Linked DNA regions of Sus scrofa: region 2 is linked to region 1. The links are chromatin contacts, called in public HiChIP or PLAC-seq maps. All regions are on one chromosome and are shown on one strand. The core of a region is the stretch at or near the end of the contact, and the rest is flanking DNA. Distances in the headings are between cores, read along the strand shown.

Region 1 (4,202 bases), core at 595-3,094:
GACCCAAGGTGAGCAAGCCAAAGCCAGGAGGCAGCAGCATGCAGTCACCCCAAGGCCGTGCAGCAGTCAGTGGGGCTGTGCCCCATGTCCTAACTCCTGTCAGCCCCCAGTCACCAAGGATGAAGCACAAGGATGGACACCTCTCCCAGGCCTCCCAGGAGGAGAAGCTGGAGGAAGGGGGCTATGCCTCTGCAACTGGGGGTGGGGGTCACAATTAGCAGGAAAGTTCAATGACAGCTGTGAGCACACAGTTGCTGAGGGTAATGGGAGCCAGGCCTCCCACTGTCCAAGCAGGGAAGTCTAAACCCGAGAAGCTACAAGAACCCTAGCACTGGACTTGACTCAGAGGAAGTGCTGTGAACTTTATATACACAACAGATGCATGCACCAGTGTATGTGAACTCACATATGTAAACACGCATGCCTGTGCATGTGCACAAGTGTTCCCAGCTCCATTCACCAGGAGTATGTGGAAACAGTGACACCCCAGCAGCAGCAAGCACACCCAGTGTCAGATCTTGGTTTCTAAACACCATTCTCTGGCAAACAGAACAGGGCTCCTTGGAGACAGAGCTGATTCCAGCACTTGGGGCCAGAACACCTGTGCCAGAGAGTAAAGACCACTCAGAGCATGAAGCCATGTGTCAAAAGGGCAGAAGAGTCTGTCTAAGGGGCCAGATCCTAGACATCAACATAAATGAGGGTATTTATTAAAACCCAGTGAGGAACATCAACAAAGTAACACTTAAGTGGAGGAGAAGGGACGCCTTCCCTCAAATCGATTCTTAAATATAGAAGAAACAGTGGAAATAATCACTGCGGCGACCCTGACCATGGTGGCTGATTCAGGAGACGGCTGTTTCTGGAGGCAGGGGCTGAAGGGGTCAGGACCCTGGCACCCTGGAGTACCTCCCACAGAATGGATCAAACACGGGGATGCAGCCTGTGGAACAGTGACCTGGCACACACCAGTGTGACTGGGTCACGGTCCACATCCCCAGTGGGGGATGGGACGTGCCAGGAACCTTCCTGCCAAGAGCACACGGCCTAAGTCTGGCCATGAGGAAACATTGGGCAGACCCAGGCTGGGTCACTCTTCAGAGGGAGAGGCCTGTACCCTTTAAGACTGTCAAAGTCATGGGAGACAGAAAGACTAAGCAATGTCCCAAAAGAAGGAGACTCATGGCCACACAGACGCAGCACAAACCAGGCAGCATAGGATGTGCCTGCAGGCTGGCTGAGTCAGGCAGGGTTTCCTGACCACAAGGGCTGTGTACAGTCACAGAGGACAGTCCCAGGACATACCCAGTGGACTGGAAATCTTCAGGTCAAAAGGTCACCATGTGAGGAAAAGACAGCCTTTCTGTTTAGTGGAGGAAGTAAGGGCACAGACTCTGACGTGCACGACTGTGAACCTGGGTTAAGGCAAGAGCTCTTTGTGCGTTGCCATGACCTCCCTATAGCTTTGAAAGGATTTCAAAATAAAACACAAGGCTGGCAATTTAGGAGGACTGTATGTATTCAAAAGGATATATTTATCCCAAAAAAGAGCCCACCAGATTTTCCTTTTTTTCTTTTTTTTTCCAGCTGGGATTAGGGAAGGGGAAGCTGGACAAATTGATTCTACATTCATCTGAAAGATAACCTGGAAGAAGATCACCAAGGTAGAAGAACTTGCTCTGCTGGATATTTAATATTTTAAATAACTACAGCCACACAGTTTGTTTTATACACGTTTAAAACATGCAGGATTGGCCCCGGGAAAGAGTCTAGAAATAGACCCAAGGACATGAACCATGACTGGGTGGACTCTTACACCATCGTTGGTAATGGACAAAGGGGGAACAAACGTGGATCTGTACTTTACTTCCTGCGCCTTAGAAACGCAGTGGGGTGTCCTGGAGCATGACTTAATGTTAGGGGATAAGTCAGAGAAATGCTAGTCCTAAAAACACAGGTGTGGGGGAAGGAAGACCTTCATGATATAACCTGAGTCACAAACAGGAAAATGAACCACGACAAAAATACACCAGGTCCCTATCCCCAAATCAACTTCCTAAGGGCAAAAATTAAACTAAAAAAAGTTACAAAAAAATAAAAGATTAACAACACCATTACACAAAGACTTTTTAAAAAGAACTAATAAGGAATAAAGAGCAAAGGCCTTAAGTCAATCATTCACAAAAGAAGAAATCCAAACGGTCTATAATTTCTGAAAAGGTTTAACCTCACTGATACCAGAAGAAACGAGGGATTTTCTTTTTTCTTTTTTTTTTTTTTTTTTCTTTTAGGGCCTGCAACATATGGAAGTTCCCAGGCTAGGAGTCATATTGGAGCTGCAGCCACAGGCCCGCACCACAGCTGTAGCAACACAGGATTTGAGCTGCATCTGCGACCTACACTGCCGCGGGCAGCAACACTGGATCCTTAGCCCACTGAGCGAGGCCCCTAATCCTAACCCTAACCCACATCCTCACAGAGACAATGTCAGGTCCTTAGCCCACTAAGCCACAAAAGGAACTCACGAGGGGTTTTGAAAGTAAAAGGTTTTTCTTGTTTGGTTTTGGTTTTGAGATTAGCAAAAAAAAAATTTAGAAATATTGTTAAAATCATGTATGGGCTTGGGAAGATGGACACCATCCAGAATCATTGTCGAGTGAAAACTGCTATAGACCCTGCACTGTTTTGGAGAGCCAGCAGGAAAAATGTAAACATGTAAATATACATGTAGAAATACCCATGTGTGTCCTTTGACCCAACAAATCCCTCCAGAAGGATTTAAACAAGTGCACAATGTCACATAAAGCTGTTTGTCGTAGTTGTCATTACATTGGTAAGAAAATCAGAAAACTCTCCCAGATTCATCAATAAATGATCAATTACATAAATTCTGATTCTAAGGAATAATGACGTGGTTATTAAAAATGAACGTGTAAGTCTGCATTACTGACATAGGCATGGTCCACAGAACACGGATGAGGGGCTGAGGCGTGTCTCCATGAGCCCAGGGTCCTGACGTCCAACTGTGTGTCCATGCCTGTGACTCATGGCAACTTCACCAAGACTAAGCATGGGGAGATTTGGGCTTAAAAAAAAAAAAAACAATTTTTTTCTGCATCATTTGGGTGTTTTTTGTTTTTAACACTTATGTACTATTCTTCTAATCAGATGACAAAACTACCTTTGATTTTGAAAATTGTAGTGATACGTAACCATCTGGATATTGTAATTACTGATGACTTCAAGGCACAACAGTAAATAGCAAATCAAACAATATGCAGACACCAAATCTGGCATTCCGGGTCTGCATGGATTTTCAAAGTCCATCACTTACAGTGTTATTAGCACACAGCACACATGCAGTTACAGAGGTGGAGACGGGGTGCGAGAAGTCAGAGTCGAGGGCTCCTGAACAAAGCAGGAGCTAATCTTTGTTGAATTAGGTGAAATAAAGGCCTGCTTATCTCTGAAAATCCTCAAACAGAAATCAATTTATTCTCGGAGTCAAAGGAAATGTGCACAAAGATCAGCCGGATGGTTGGGGGACCCCACTTTATCCCCCTGTCACCCAGGTCTATGACGACACAGCTCCCGCCTTCTGCGCTGTCATAGCCACAGCTGTCACCAGCCAAGGCACCTTCCACCCTGTCCCCTGGCACATGCACCCACCCCGCTGTGCACACGAGAGACAGGCTGGTATAAGAGGCTGAGAGCTGCATGAAATGGGGCAGAGATGAGCCTCCCCCTGCACTCGGGGTTAAGGGTAATCAACCAGGCAAGGATTTCTGTTCACAGACCAAATGCACTGCTTCTAGGGCCCTTGTGCTGAAACGTGTCTGCTCCCGTCACTAGAGGGCTGGCACTCCCGAAGGCTTGGGCACTCGCCCCTTCAGGAGGCCCAGGAGCACTGGCAGGGGCTGGACCCAGGTGACATGGTGCTCCTGCTCATTACCACCATCCCCTTAGGAGGCCCATTCATGGCATGACTCTCCACTTTACCGCATGCAGAACAAGGACAGTGAGCAAGATGACATGGTCAAGGCGCCCAGGATGCAGGATGCATCAGACGAGTGCCAGGCCCCCATCCTGCTGCCTGCAGGAGCATGAGCAGGACCCTCAAAGGAGAAGCTGTCCATCTGGTGAAGCCCAGGATGGCTTCACCATCCGTAGTGCCGTGTGTGACCCACTGCAGAGACCTAGTG
Region 2 (4,581 bases), core at 63-2,562, 130 kb after region 1:
TTGGACATGTTCCTTAATGTCGCTAAGCCTAAGTCTCCATTTTAAAAGAGAATTCAGTCTTTGCAGAACTGCTAAGACCTAGAAACAAAATGCCCATCTGATATAAGACCCAAAAAAGATGATGTTCCTTTAATTTAGGGGACATCCCCTTAGAAAACTGTGACTGACTGAATTTTCCAACATTCCCCAATGTAGGTGACAACAGTGGGAGAGGGCCCAGAGAACCTTTCTATATTCTGATTCAGCTACTGCCTCTCACCTTCCAATACAGACATTTTCTCCTCATTCTGTCTTTGCAACGAGCCAGATCAAGACTAGATAACACCTAGCAAGCACTAAATAGGCTACGCTAAGAGGCCCCCACAAACACTCTGCACTTTTCCTAAACATGTCCACATACATCGTCTTACCCTAGGTTGCACCTGGATTATATAGCCTCCTCTCATTTTTTAAAAGATGTGGTGATTGAGACTCAAAAGATAAGTTGTTCATCCCAGGTCACACAACTAATGAGCATCTATCCGGAAGTCAGACTTCCTAATGTCCTTTTCTGAGCCACCTCCATAATCAACTAATTCACCTAAGCTCCGTACCTGCTTCACTGGGTTCATCCATTTAATCATTTAGCAATGGTTTACAAAGCACCAGCCTTGTGCCAGGCACAGATGCAGGAAGCAGGGCACCGAACCAACAGGACACTGAGTCAGCGGAGCTCGAACCCAGCTCGCCAGCTTGTTGCTCAGGTGACCTTGGCTAAGTACCTCAGTGCCTGGTTCTCAACCCATAAAATGAGCAAACCGAATCCTACTTCTAAAGGGCTGTTGAGAATTAAATGAAAAGATCCCCACTAAGCACTCGGATGTGAGCTGCTTTTATTCTTCCTCTAGACTCTGGGGATAGGGTTTGGAGTCAGGCAAGAGCCTTGGAGCTTACCCAGCAGCGGGAAACACAACAGGAAAGTCAAGTATCAATAGAAGTTTCTCATCGTGATGAGCCCTCGGACAAAAACAACTGTGAAACCGCGGGGATGGGAGTGGGGGGCGGCCACTTTAGACTGAATGGTCAGGGAAAGATACTGAGGTGACATCTGAGCTCCCACAAGAACGCACGAGCCGACACAGCCCGTGCGGAGGTCGTGTGCCCAACAGACCCGCAACCCAAGGGGCAAGAAGGCCCTGAGGCCAGTGAACAGGGGCGGGAGAGGGGAAGGGGGAAACTGGCACGGGAAGCTGTGGGAGAGGTAAGCGGCTCGTCGTCCTCGTACAGGCGTGGCGTCCCCGGGCAGCGAGGGCATCGAATCCGGGTCCCGACAACAGGCCCCGCCCCGGCGTCCGCTCCTCCTCCCACCTGGCAGCGGCCGAGCCTGCGGGCGCGCTCCGAGGTCGCGTCCCTCTCGCCGCTGAGGAACGCCCGGCGCCTCCACGCCCGCCCTCCGGCCGCCCGCTCACCCGGATGCCCTGCAGCACCCGGACCCGCTCCTCCTCGTCCATCCCGAAAGACGCCCTGCGGCCCTCGCTGCTTTCCGCGCTGCCCATGGCGGGAGGCGGCTCTGGCGCGCCGGCTCTTCCGGACGGCGCCACCTGCCAACAACGCAGCGTCCCATTGGGCGCGGCCGCCGGGCTCAGCCAATCGCGGGCGGGCCGCAAGGCATTGTGGCGGTTGTAGTCTGGCGGCGGCGCCGGCTGGACCAGGCGCAGGAGCCGGGAATGTGCGTGGTCGGACCGCGGGTTGGGAGGCCTGCTGACGAGCCGAGCGGAGGGGGCAAGGACAGCGCCGAACCGGCCGAGGCGCTGCAGGTTCGTCAGCAAACCGTGCGGAGCAGCCGGGGAGCGCTGACCGGCCGAGGACACCCGGGATGGAGGGAATGGTGAACAGTCGGCGAGCGGCCTGTTGAGGAGCCTCCTGGACGCCGAGGAAAACGGCGGCGTCTCGCTGCCCGGCGAGAAGCTGGCGGGAGGCGCTTGCTTTACCTTCGGAGCTGGAGCTCCGTCTCTGGGGGAGAATAGCCCGCGATGTGAGGGAAGGACTGTGCTGGGCCCCCGGTCAAGGGCCCGGCAAGAAGGGCTCCGCTTGGCGGAGGGAGGAGCAGCCCAGCGCTGCCGGAGAGCGGAAGGGGCAGAGCCGCGGGCCTGGTGAGCGGCTCCAGTGCTTCCTAAAGGCCCACGGAGGACAGCGCGTGGTCCTAGGCTTACGGACACTCAGGCGGCTCCGAGTGCCCTGAACGAAGTGCCCTGCCCTCAGCCGTGCCCTGAACGAAGCCCATTTGTTCTCTGAGCTGCCGACTGGCTTTGATTCGCCAAAGTGGGCCTGGGGCCGAGTTGGGATCATGAACTGGGAAACAGCCGACTGCTCCAAGAAAAGAATCATTTGGAGCCTTTTAGAACTTGGACGCAGGGGTAAGGAGAACAGTGTGGAAGAGAGAGAGAGACGCTTCGAGATGACCACAGCTTGGCCTTGGACGTGGGGTAGGGGCGCTAGGGGGGTTATGAGCAAAGACATCAGCTGGTTTCCTTCAGGATACTTTAATTTGCAAATCTCTCTCCATCCCTTCATCTGTTTCTTCACTATAAGCAGAGGCTGAGGTGGGGATTGTGGTGCAAGAGGTTTATGGGGGGGATGCTTCAGGAGAAAGCGAAGATGTCAAGAGCTGGTAGTGGCTTCAAGTCACCCCCACGGCTCTCAGAGCACAAATTACGTCCAGAATTGGTCCTGCTGGGAGGCAAGGGGCTGACCTTCTGTCCCCCGCAGCAGATGGTCATTAGCACCCTCAGGGAAGAGGGCATACGTGAGCTCTTGGCAGCCAGGAGATGGCCTCACCAGCTGGTGAAAAACCTGAAAGGGGCACTTTCAGCATCCACCACATGTTCCACACTTTTCCAAGGTCTCCTGAACACCCTGTGACTGAAAAAGGGGGTTATAAAAAACGAGGAAAGGGATGGATTTATTTCTGAGTCAGATGATGAAGCAAGTAACCACTGAACTAAATGAGTAAGACAAGAGTCTGAGCCACAGGTGACTCTGAGGCTGTGTGGCCCCCCACCCCCACCACGTGCAGATGCCGGTAGAGAATGGGACTCCCACAGGACTGAAAGTGGGGGGCACACCGACCCCAGCAGAGCTCATGACCACCCAGTAAATTGCGAATTCCTACATCACAGAGAAAACTGAAGTGCAAACAGGTGAAGAGAATGTGACATTATGAATCAAAAGGTGAGGATTTTAATAAAGGCAGTAGTGAGGAAAGGAAGGGAAGAGAAATTCATGGTTTGAGCACCTGTTGCCAGGCTCAACCTGGCACGACCAATTCATTTTGCCCTGGAAACCATCCTGAGAGAGTATTTCCTCTGTCTAAGGGCCTGGAAACAGGCTTCAGGGAGGCGAGGTGTTGTGATGGGCCCACTTGTTGTTGCCCTATACCCAGGCTCCTTCCTTAGAACAGAACCCAGTTCATCAGTGAGCCTGGTTAGATAAATTTGTGCCTAGGCTCCCACTGGCCAAACTTGGGACTACGAGCACTATAGCAATTTGACCAATTGAACTTATAACAGTTCGTTTTTTTAAAAAAATCCAGTAGTCTATCTGTTGAAAGAAATGGGCTGTGTAAGAAGGGATTGGTGGGGGGGAACCTCTTTAAAAAGGAATGCCAGCAAATCACTGTGAGATAAAAATTGCCATTTTGCAATCCTCAGTGAATTACCTGAATCAAGCAGAAATTATTAATGGTACCACAAGCTGTTGAGTGATAGGGGGTCAGGAAACAGGATATTCACAGGACCCCCAAGTCCTCCACAGATTTCTGAGCCATCACAAAGAGAAAACTGTTAGAATGAGACGATGTGGAAGTCACCTCTTTAGCCAGATGGCTGAATTTAGCATCACAAAGAGTGGGACTTGACATGATGTCCCTCCCCAAGAGATGTAAGGGACACACAGCTTCCCCTTTGGAGTGTTGTCACAACATGCATGACCTGAATCCAGCCATGAGGAAACAACCAGACAAATCCAGAATGTGAGGCCTACAACACAGCGGTCCTGGGCTCTTCCAGAAGCCTAATGTGATGAAAAACCTAACAAGTTTAAAAGACGTGAAAGAGCATAACAGTTAGATACAGAGGTGAATCCTGATTAGATCCTGGATTATAATGACAGCAGCAGCAAAACTGTAAAAAGGTACTTAAGATTACTGGGAAAGTTTTAGATAAGGAATGGTGTCCTAGGTGATGTTATTGAATTAATGTTAATTTCTTATTCTTGGAAGATGCATTTGGAATTAATTGAGGTGGAATGTCAGTGTCTGCAACACACTCAGATGATTCATGAAAAATGTTAACAATAGATGAATCTAGGTAAAATACATATTGTAATCCATTATATTATTTCATTGGTTCTGTGGGCTTGAAATTTCAGAATAATGAACAAGAAATAAAGTCCTACATTTGAAGAAATGAAAAATACTTCCCTCCCCAGGTTCACTTCTCCCTTGGAGCTGAAGGCAACCTTGTGACCTCACTCTGGTTGTATGGCTGTTGAGCCATCCAGTACCTGGACAACAGCACAGTGCTGAAGAGAGCAGAGAGATGA

The links. HiChIP or PLAC-seq counts read pairs in DNA pulled down with a chosen protein or histone mark.
Region 2: an H3K27ac HiChIP or PLAC-seq map of alveolar macrophages shows a contact between it and region 1. The contact joins two enhancer-like sites. A contact is called at or near these places in 1 of 5 promoter capture datasets (fetal skeletal muscle), 1 of 47 Hi-C or Micro-C datasets (skeletal muscle) and 1 of 2 datasets of contacts at active chromatin or transcription factors (alveolar macrophages).

Annotation. Positions count from the first base shown.
Region 1 is chr13:73,121,012-73,125,213 of Sscrofa11.1, forward strand. The region is part of intron 6 of CHCHD6 (MICOS complex subunit MIC25); the gene reads right to left. Among named protein-coding and RNA genes, the nearest start is that of PLXNA1, 24 kb to the left of the region's middle. Within about 2 kb of position 1,845, at least 11 of the 83 cell types and tissues checked have an H3K27ac peak or open chromatin away from gene starts, as enhancers often do. A contact at or near this core is called in alveolar macrophages, where this site is marked.
Region 2 is chr13:73,253,394-73,257,974 of Sscrofa11.1, forward strand. It overlaps CHCHD6 (MICOS complex subunit MIC25), which reads right to left. Exons shown (of 10, transcript XM_021069811.1): 1 at 1,449-4,581. The coding sequence starts at 1,535. Among named protein-coding and RNA genes, the nearest start is that of CHCHD6, 7.3 kb to the right of the region's middle. Within about 2 kb of position 1,313, at least 71 of the 83 cell types and tissues checked have an H3K27ac peak or open chromatin away from gene starts, as enhancers often do. A contact at or near this core is called in alveolar macrophages, where this site is marked.